Regions from separate parts of the Mus musculus genome. Here region 2 is linked to region 1. The links are chromatin contacts, called in public Hi-C maps. All regions are on one chromosome and are shown on one strand. The core of a region is the stretch at or near the end of the contact, and the rest is flanking DNA. Distances in the headings are between cores, read along the strand shown. Region 1 holds the start of Mideas (mitotic deacetylase associated SANT domain protein). Region 2 has its middle 24 kb from the start of Ptgr2.

Evidence for each region. A called contact is a pair of places that touch in the nucleus more often than the background predicts.
Region 2: a contact with region 1 is called in a Hi-C map of group 2 innate lymphoid cells, with 1.7 times the contacts expected there. The contact joins the enhancer-like site here to the promoter of Mideas in region 1. A contact is called at or near these places in 4 of 39 promoter capture datasets (hematopoietic stem and progenitor cells, hippocampal neurons, pre-B cells and 1 more), 7 of 484 Hi-C or Micro-C datasets (ECoMG myeloid progenitors, the G1E-ER4 cell line, bone marrow-derived macrophages and 4 more), 9 of 115 datasets of contacts at active chromatin or transcription factors (the SCID.adh cell line, bone marrow-derived macrophages, embryonic fibroblasts and 4 more) and 2 of 9 other capture datasets (adipose tissue and pancreatic islet).

Annotation. Positions count from the first base shown.
Region 1 is chr12:84,217,300-84,220,942 of GRCm38.p6, forward strand. Mideas (mitotic deacetylase associated SANT domain protein) reads right to left here and starts at 1,582. Exons shown (of 13, transcript NM_001163501.1): 1 at 1,476-1,582. Gm46319 (synapsin-1-like) reads left to right here. Exons shown (of 3, transcript XM_030247050.1): 2 at 851-1,815; 3 at 2,184-2,353. The coding sequence ends at 2,265.
Region 2 is chr12:84,259,290-84,262,932 of GRCm38.p6, forward strand. No RefSeq gene overlaps it. Among named protein-coding and RNA genes, the nearest start is that of Ptgr2, 24 kb to the right of the region's middle. Within about 2 kb of position 1,617, at least 7 of the 459 cell types and tissues checked have an H3K27ac peak or open chromatin away from gene starts, as enhancers often do. A contact at or near this core is called in group 2 innate lymphoid cells, where this site is marked.

The sequences.
Region 1 (3,643 bases), core at 332-2,831:
CCCTTCCGTGAAGACAGGATTGGACAGTCATCTCCTATCTCCTTTTCCTGCTGACGTCATCCCACATTTTCTCAGGACAAGTGAAGGTACAGTTCTTGGCACAATGCTCAGGCTGCCTAAGATATTTATTCTGTAGTAAATAGTAAAGAGAGACTGCTTTCCTGAGTAGCCAGACTCTCAGGAGATCAGCAAGCTGTCGGAGGTTAAGGGAGAGGCAAGGAAACAACCATCCAGCAAAAGTTAAAGGGTAAGAAGAATTCGAGAACAGCAGTTCAGGCCCAGATCTGTCCTAAGCATTTGCAATGCAAATCTGCGTTTTGTTCACCACCACCAAGAGCTTGCACAATAGCGTGTGTATAAACATCCACGCCAACAAAGCCTGACTGTGCAATCACGCAGTAATTACAGACCGGCAGAAAGCTGCTGCTAGGGACTGCACTATTCAAGCTCTAGACATCCCATCTCCAACTGTCCACGGCCTGTACACACATTCCTGCACACATCGCCCTGTCCCCGCCGCTGCTACAGCTTCAGGCACAAACCAAGGAGCCCTGGCGCCAGCTGCTGGGCCACGCCAAGACCCCTGCAACTATGCAAAGATGTCATAAACTTCTCAGCTGTTCTTTAAAGACCCAGAAGCACGAGGCTACCGAGGGCGGGCGGCGGGGAACCATCATCAAAGTTCCCAGGCAAACTCCTGCAGCCCTAGCCGTTTTAGAACACAGAAAAGAACAAGATGCCACGGAGTCCACTGGAAGCGGCTTTCTGGGTTTTATATAGAAAACACTCACATATGTACGTGGGTGTGCTGACAGTTTTTATGGCTAAATTGCAAAGTGTTAGGCCTTAGAGAGCTTACTGTTGGGTTCGGGGCTTGGGAGGGAGGGAGGAAAAGTGTAGAGTCGGGAGGGGCTCGTTTCAAGGAGGCCTGGGGGACAACTCGGGTTTTGCTGGTTGGAAATGGATAGGGCTGTTGACCCAAACTTCTGAGTTGCTCTGCTCTTCGTCACTGCAAGGCCGAGCAAACAAAAGTAGAGGGAAAGTTCCTGTAACTTCCTTCCTGAAACCTGGTGGAGGGCGGCGTAGAGGAAGGGAACGTTTCCCGGGGAAACACCGGGAAGGGCTGGAAAAGCAGCTGCACGCAACCCGAAGAGATGGGGCGCGGGGTGTAGGGCTGGCTCCGGTCGCAGGTCCGGGGAGGCCCCTTCCCGGCATCGCTGCGCTCAGGGGTGGCTCCCTGAGAGGGCTAGGCTGCAGCCAGGCCGGTCTAAGTCCCGAGTCAAAACAACCACCTCAGGGGCGCAACACCGGCCGAGATCTCCGCCACCCTGTCCCTCTCCTGCACCCCCACTCCCAGCGTCCCACGACCCGGCCCGCGCCGCCGAACCCCAACGAATTCCGGATCCCCCCTCCCGCCCCGAGCTCCACGTCGGCGCCCCCCACGGCGGGAAGGCCACCAGGCTCCCGCGACTCACCTGCACGCTGGATCCCTGGGCAGCTCCGAGGGGGCGCGGGACGCAATTCGAGCGCGACCAGCAGACTCAAACTTTGTTGCTCTCGGGACGGCGCAGTCGTCACTTCCTCGCCGAGCAGGCGGCGCGGTCCCGGCTGTGACCCAGCAGCTCGCGCGGCGGCGCGCAGGGCTCTGCAGCCTCCTGCCCCGCCCGCGCCCCGGCTCCGCGCGCCTCCGCGCGGCCCCCAGCCAGACCCTCGGTTCCCGGTGCTGCAGCGGCTGTGGAAGCTTCGTCCCTACCCTCACTCTGCTCTTGGGGAAAGTGCGATCGGAGACTTCCTGCTCTCCCTTGAGTCTAAAAGGTGGCGTTGGAGCCTAGGGGCTGAGTTCAAGGGACCCTAGGGGAAAAAGTCCCCCACCTACATTCCTCCTCCCACGCACGCGCGCGCACACATACAGTCGGGAGAGAGGGGAGAGATAATAAAGGTTTTCATTTCATTTGTTATTTGGACTAGAGAGGACATGTGTGAAAGCAGTGTACTATTTCCCTGAATAATGCTAGGCCAAACTCCAATCTCCCGTCCTCATGTCCCTTACAGGTCTGCACAGTTGTCAGTGGCTTTCCCCGGGTGGCACTTGTACACGATGTTACCATGCATTGTATTTCAGGAACTATGTCATCACCCACGTCGGGTCTGGGAAATAGTCGTTCTGTTCCCTTTCTTCTCAGATCCCCACCTCTTCCTTGTGCACTCAAGTCTCAGAATCTCTGGAGCCTGGTGCGTTCGGGTGTCATCATTAGCCAGAAGTGATTTTACAAGGTGGATCCTGGACGCAGGAGCTTCAGGCAATAGTAATTTTGAAGTTTATCACTGCCCAAAATAAATTTTCTCGGCGTATTAAAACTAACATCAACAGAGAGCTGCCTTTTGAGCCTCTGGCGACCAGTAAGAAAGCAGTTACACAGCAGTGCCCAAAGAAAGACTCCTAATTCCCTTAGGTTGGAGAGAGGACTAGGCTAGCCTTTGCTGTGTGTGTGTGTGGGGGGGGGGGGGGGGGGGGGAGGAGACAGCCAAAACTGCAGGGCAAGGTTTTCCTAACAGAAACGTTTAGTGAGGCAGAAGCTTGCTCTGGAAAACAGGGACCCATAAAAGGCCATTCAGAGACGTCCACTTAAGCTGGACAAAATTTTCCCTTTCCCACTTCCAAACTACTCCTACTAACACATTGGCCTGATAATATCTCCCAGACCTCCCATCTCCTCATTGAAGCCCAGAAAGCCCTCTGCTTGAGTACAGGTTTTGTGTCAAAGGTGATGTAAGATTAATGGAAAACAACATGTGGGGATACCCTCACCCCAAGTCTGCTTAATACCTCAAGAGAAGCCACAGGCTCACCCAAAGATGAGAAGCATGTAGACCCTGACCCAAGCTCTCCTGGCAGCGTGAATTCCTTCATCTTGCAGCTACCAGTGCACTGGGGTCTGCCTTTTACCGAGACATTACTATTACATTACAAACACAAAAAGTGCAGTGAATGGAAAATAATATTGTCTTAAGAAGTAAGTATGTTATAGACTTAAGTATAACTCTTTGACATTTTATTATTTCATCATATGATGGAGTGAAGGTATGGCGGAGGTACTCCTCATTTTGATTTTGGAATAGAAGTAATTCCTTACAGCAATGACCAGGCTTCTGAAGAAAACAGTGTTACTCCGTATTTGCTAAGACTGGAATGGAGTATTTTTTTGTTGTTGTTGTTCAGTATTGTAATTCTAAATCCTCTGTGGTAACTTCATGAATATTCAGTGTTTCTGCATGCCCAGGAGTAATTAGCAGAGCCCACAATGTGTGAAGGCCTGACATTCACATCAGCACATACACAATGCTTTGTCCTTGCCTAGTGTGGCATTTGCTGGAAGTCTCAGGACCCTGTGTGGAGGATGTGGTAGACAGCTCCCTGCCAATGATCTCTGCCGCCTGGCGTTCACACCCTTACACAAGCTCTCGTCCCTAACTCTACTGACTCAGTTCTAACAAACAGAATACGGCAAAAGAAATGTGATGTCATCTGTGAGACTGGGTTATAGAGAAAGCTATGGCTTGCAGCTTGGGTTGTCTCTGTGTCTCAGTCTACCTTGCTCCTTGCAAGGAAGGGAAGACAACCATCGTGTTCTTAGACAGCCCT
Region 2 (3,643 bases), core at 367-2,866, 42 kb after region 1:
GCTCTGCTTAGAGCACTGTAGAACCATTTCTGGATTCCTCCAGCAAAACATGTCCAGAGGCCTGGGTATCACACAGTAAGTCTCAGCACAGTAACTGGCCCCCGGTTCCCTCTCAGCACCAATTTCCCAAGTCAGGCCCTTTGTTGTTGCCGTGACCAAACACACAGCAGAAATCAACTCAAAGGGAAGAGGGCTTATTTCAATTTATAGTTTGAGAGGAAATAATCCGTCACACAGAACGCCTGCACACTTGACCCAGTCAGGAAGGAGAGAAAAGTCAGCCATTTCCACAGAGAGGGTTATTTATTTATTTATTTATTTATTTATTTATTTATTTATTTAGTACAGAGAGGGTTACTATGTAGCCCTGGATAGTCTAGAACTTGCTACTTAGAGCAGGCTGGCTATAAACTCACAGAGATCTAATCTGTCTCCTGAGTGCTAGGATTAAAGGTCTACGTCATCATGACTGCCTTCTCTCCCCCCTCCCAGGAACCTTTAAGGCATTATTTATTTATATATTTATTTATTCACCTTACCTCCCAATATCAGCCTCCCTTCTCCTCTTAGTACCCCCTTACACAGATTCTCCTCTCATTCACTCCTTTTCTCCTCTAAGAAGGGGCAGGCAGTCTCCCATGTCACACACACACAGACACACACACACACACACACACACACACACACACACGACACATCAAGTCACTGCAGGACTAGGCACATCCTCTTCCACTGAAGCCAGACAAGCCTGCCTATTTTTAACCTTAAAACATTTTTATTTTGAGAGACAGAGACAGAGGCAGAGACAGAGAGAGAGAGAGAGAGAGAGAGAGAGAGAGAGAGAGAGAGAGAATAAGCAGGGGCCAGGCACATATTAGGATGTGCTCTACCACCGAGCTACATCCCAGTCCTAAGTTCTAAGTTTCTTTTTTTTTTTTTTAATATGTCAAAGTACCAGACTTAGGGTCCATTTTCTGAGCCCCAAACAGACAAGGCTATCACAGGAAGCACAGAGCTTGCGCCCACGGCCTGATTTAACTTCCCTCCTCTTCTCTTCCATCAGCAGAGATGGAGATGGAGCTCTGGCACTCGGTCAACCGTAGAAACTTTTACTTCATACATTGATGTCAGAAAGAGTAAAATGGGCAAGGGGTCAGAGGTCAGCCAGCTTGAGAGGCCCTGTTTTTCCTACATTAGATCTTAAGTCTGGACAACAATAATGGACACTCCATGAGAGCCCGTGTGTGCAGTCGTGCCAGGGCAGATGGAGAAGTTCACGTCTCTCCAGGGGACAGTCACACTGCTTGAGAAATCAACAGAAAGAATGTTCTAATGGGCTGGAAGGCCTTTAGCAACCCTCTGTGAAATGCATCCCTGCGTGTGGGACTGGCTGCTGGCGAAAGGAAGGAAACTGAACTGCAGTCCTGTTAATCTCCATTTCTCCCAGGGCAGACACCAGATTTAGACACAGATGCTAAATTTGCAGTCTGTTTAGTTCATTTTCACCTGTGATGGGGGGGGGGGGGCACTTTTGAAACACAATTAGTCAGTCTCTCTGTGTGATGGTTTGCAATATGTTCTGCCCAGGGAGTGGCACTACTAGAGGGTGTGGCCCTGTGGGAGTAGGTGTGTCACTGTAGGTGTGGGCTTTAAGCTCCTCATCCTAGCTGCCTGGAAGCCAGTGTTCTGGTAGCAGCCTTCAGATGAAGATATAGAACTCTCAGCTTCTCTTGAATCATGCCTGCCTGGATGCTGCCATGCTCCCACCTTGATCATAATGGACTGACCCCCTGAATCTGTAAGCCAGCCCCAATTAGCTGTTGTCCTTATAAGAGTTGCCTTGGTCATGATGTCTGTTCACAGCAGTAAAACTCAGTTAGCTAAGACATCCTATTTCCAATTCTGTCTCTTGCCCAACTTATCAAGGTAACTCATGGTTTGTGAGACACCATCATAAGTGAACCAGAGCAGTCGGGGGTAGGGTCAGGGACACCAGTGTAAGAAGAGCTCCCAGGGACCAGAGACTTTGAAGAACTGAAGACAGACTTAAGCAAATGACTTACGGGTAAAACTTTGGGGCTAGAGAACTTTCTACAACTTCTTTCCCAGTTGACTTGAATATTGAAGGAAAGCATTACTATCTGCAAGATTGTTGGAAGTCAGCTCTGTGTTGCTTTTGGTCACAATGTAATACCGTAGATCTTAAGGAAGGAAATGGGGCTCAGATATATTTGGGTCACACTCATGTGCCTCTCTTTATCTTCCTCAGCAGTATCTGATATATAAACATTTATTCTACAAGAATGACTATACAGGATGTATTATTACTGAAGGAATGGGGGTGTAACTCAATGGCAAAGCACTTGCCTCCAATGTTTGAGAACCTGGGATCCATCCCCACCACCAGAAAAATTAAACTGAAAACTTAGAACTTTGGAGACCCCCTCAGGGACTTCTTAGCAAACCTGAAAGAGGCCTGCTGTAGCTCTAAGGCCCACAGCTGCATGGTGGGAGAATCCTCCCTGTACTGTACATGTGCAATAAAGACTTGAGTGTACAGCACTTGTTTAGAAAGTATCCTAAAGAGCCTCAGAGAGAGATGGAGGAATGCAGAGCCAGTAGCTGGTCATACGAAGGGATGGAGTGTGCATATGTGCGTGCGTGTGTGCATGCATGTATGTGTGTGTGTGTGTGTGAGAGAGAGAGAGAGGGGGGGGAGGGAGAGAGAGAGAGAGAGGGAGAGAGAGAGAGAGACACCAGGCCAGCAGCAAATGTGAGGCCAGAAGAGCATCCCAGCTGTTGCTTCTCTTCTGCCTTCCAACATCACTCAGTACTTTCCCTGTAGGCAAACCTTTTTCTTACGTGTGTGCACATGCTTGTGTGAGTGTGTAAGAGTATATGTGCATGAGTGTGTGTGAGTATTGTGAATGTGTGTGTGTGGGCGTGTGCTTGTGTGTTTATGTGTAAGGGGGTGTATGTGAGTGAGTGTGTGTGTGTGAGCATGTGTGTGTATGAGTGTGTCAGTGTGTGTGTGGCAGGTGGTGGGTGTGTTCTGGGAAATAAACTTCCACTGGAGGTGGATGAAGACAATTGTTCTCTGAACCTCAGAGAATAGGATTGTCTGTCCACAGTCAGGCTCCGTTGTCTGTATCTTTGGGCTGCTGCTTCTTAGCCACACTCTGGCAGCATCTGGTACAGTTCTTAAACCAGATGTTCCTGGTGTTTCACACCTTGGAATTGGAAAGATTCTGTGATCTTACCAAGTCCACGTTGGAGGTTCCCTTCTGGGTTGGTATTACCTGGGGGAAACCAAGACTGAGCACCATTTTGTTTTAAACCCTGTGAGCAATATTACAGGTGTCTTGGGCCTGGTAATCTTTTCTATCTCCCTCTGTGACCACATCCTAAGAACTGCCAATAAGCTTCATTAGTAACACACACACACACAAACACACACACACACACACACCACCTTTAACAACAACAATCACAACATAACCCCTCAGGCACAAGCAAGCTCAGGGTTGACAGGTTGACAGCTGTAAGACCTGAGCAGTGGTCCTCAAGTAACAGGTGATGGGTGCAGGAAAAACATTACTCTAGATATGGTCCCTTGGAAATAGAAGAGAGAAGAAGCAGAAAG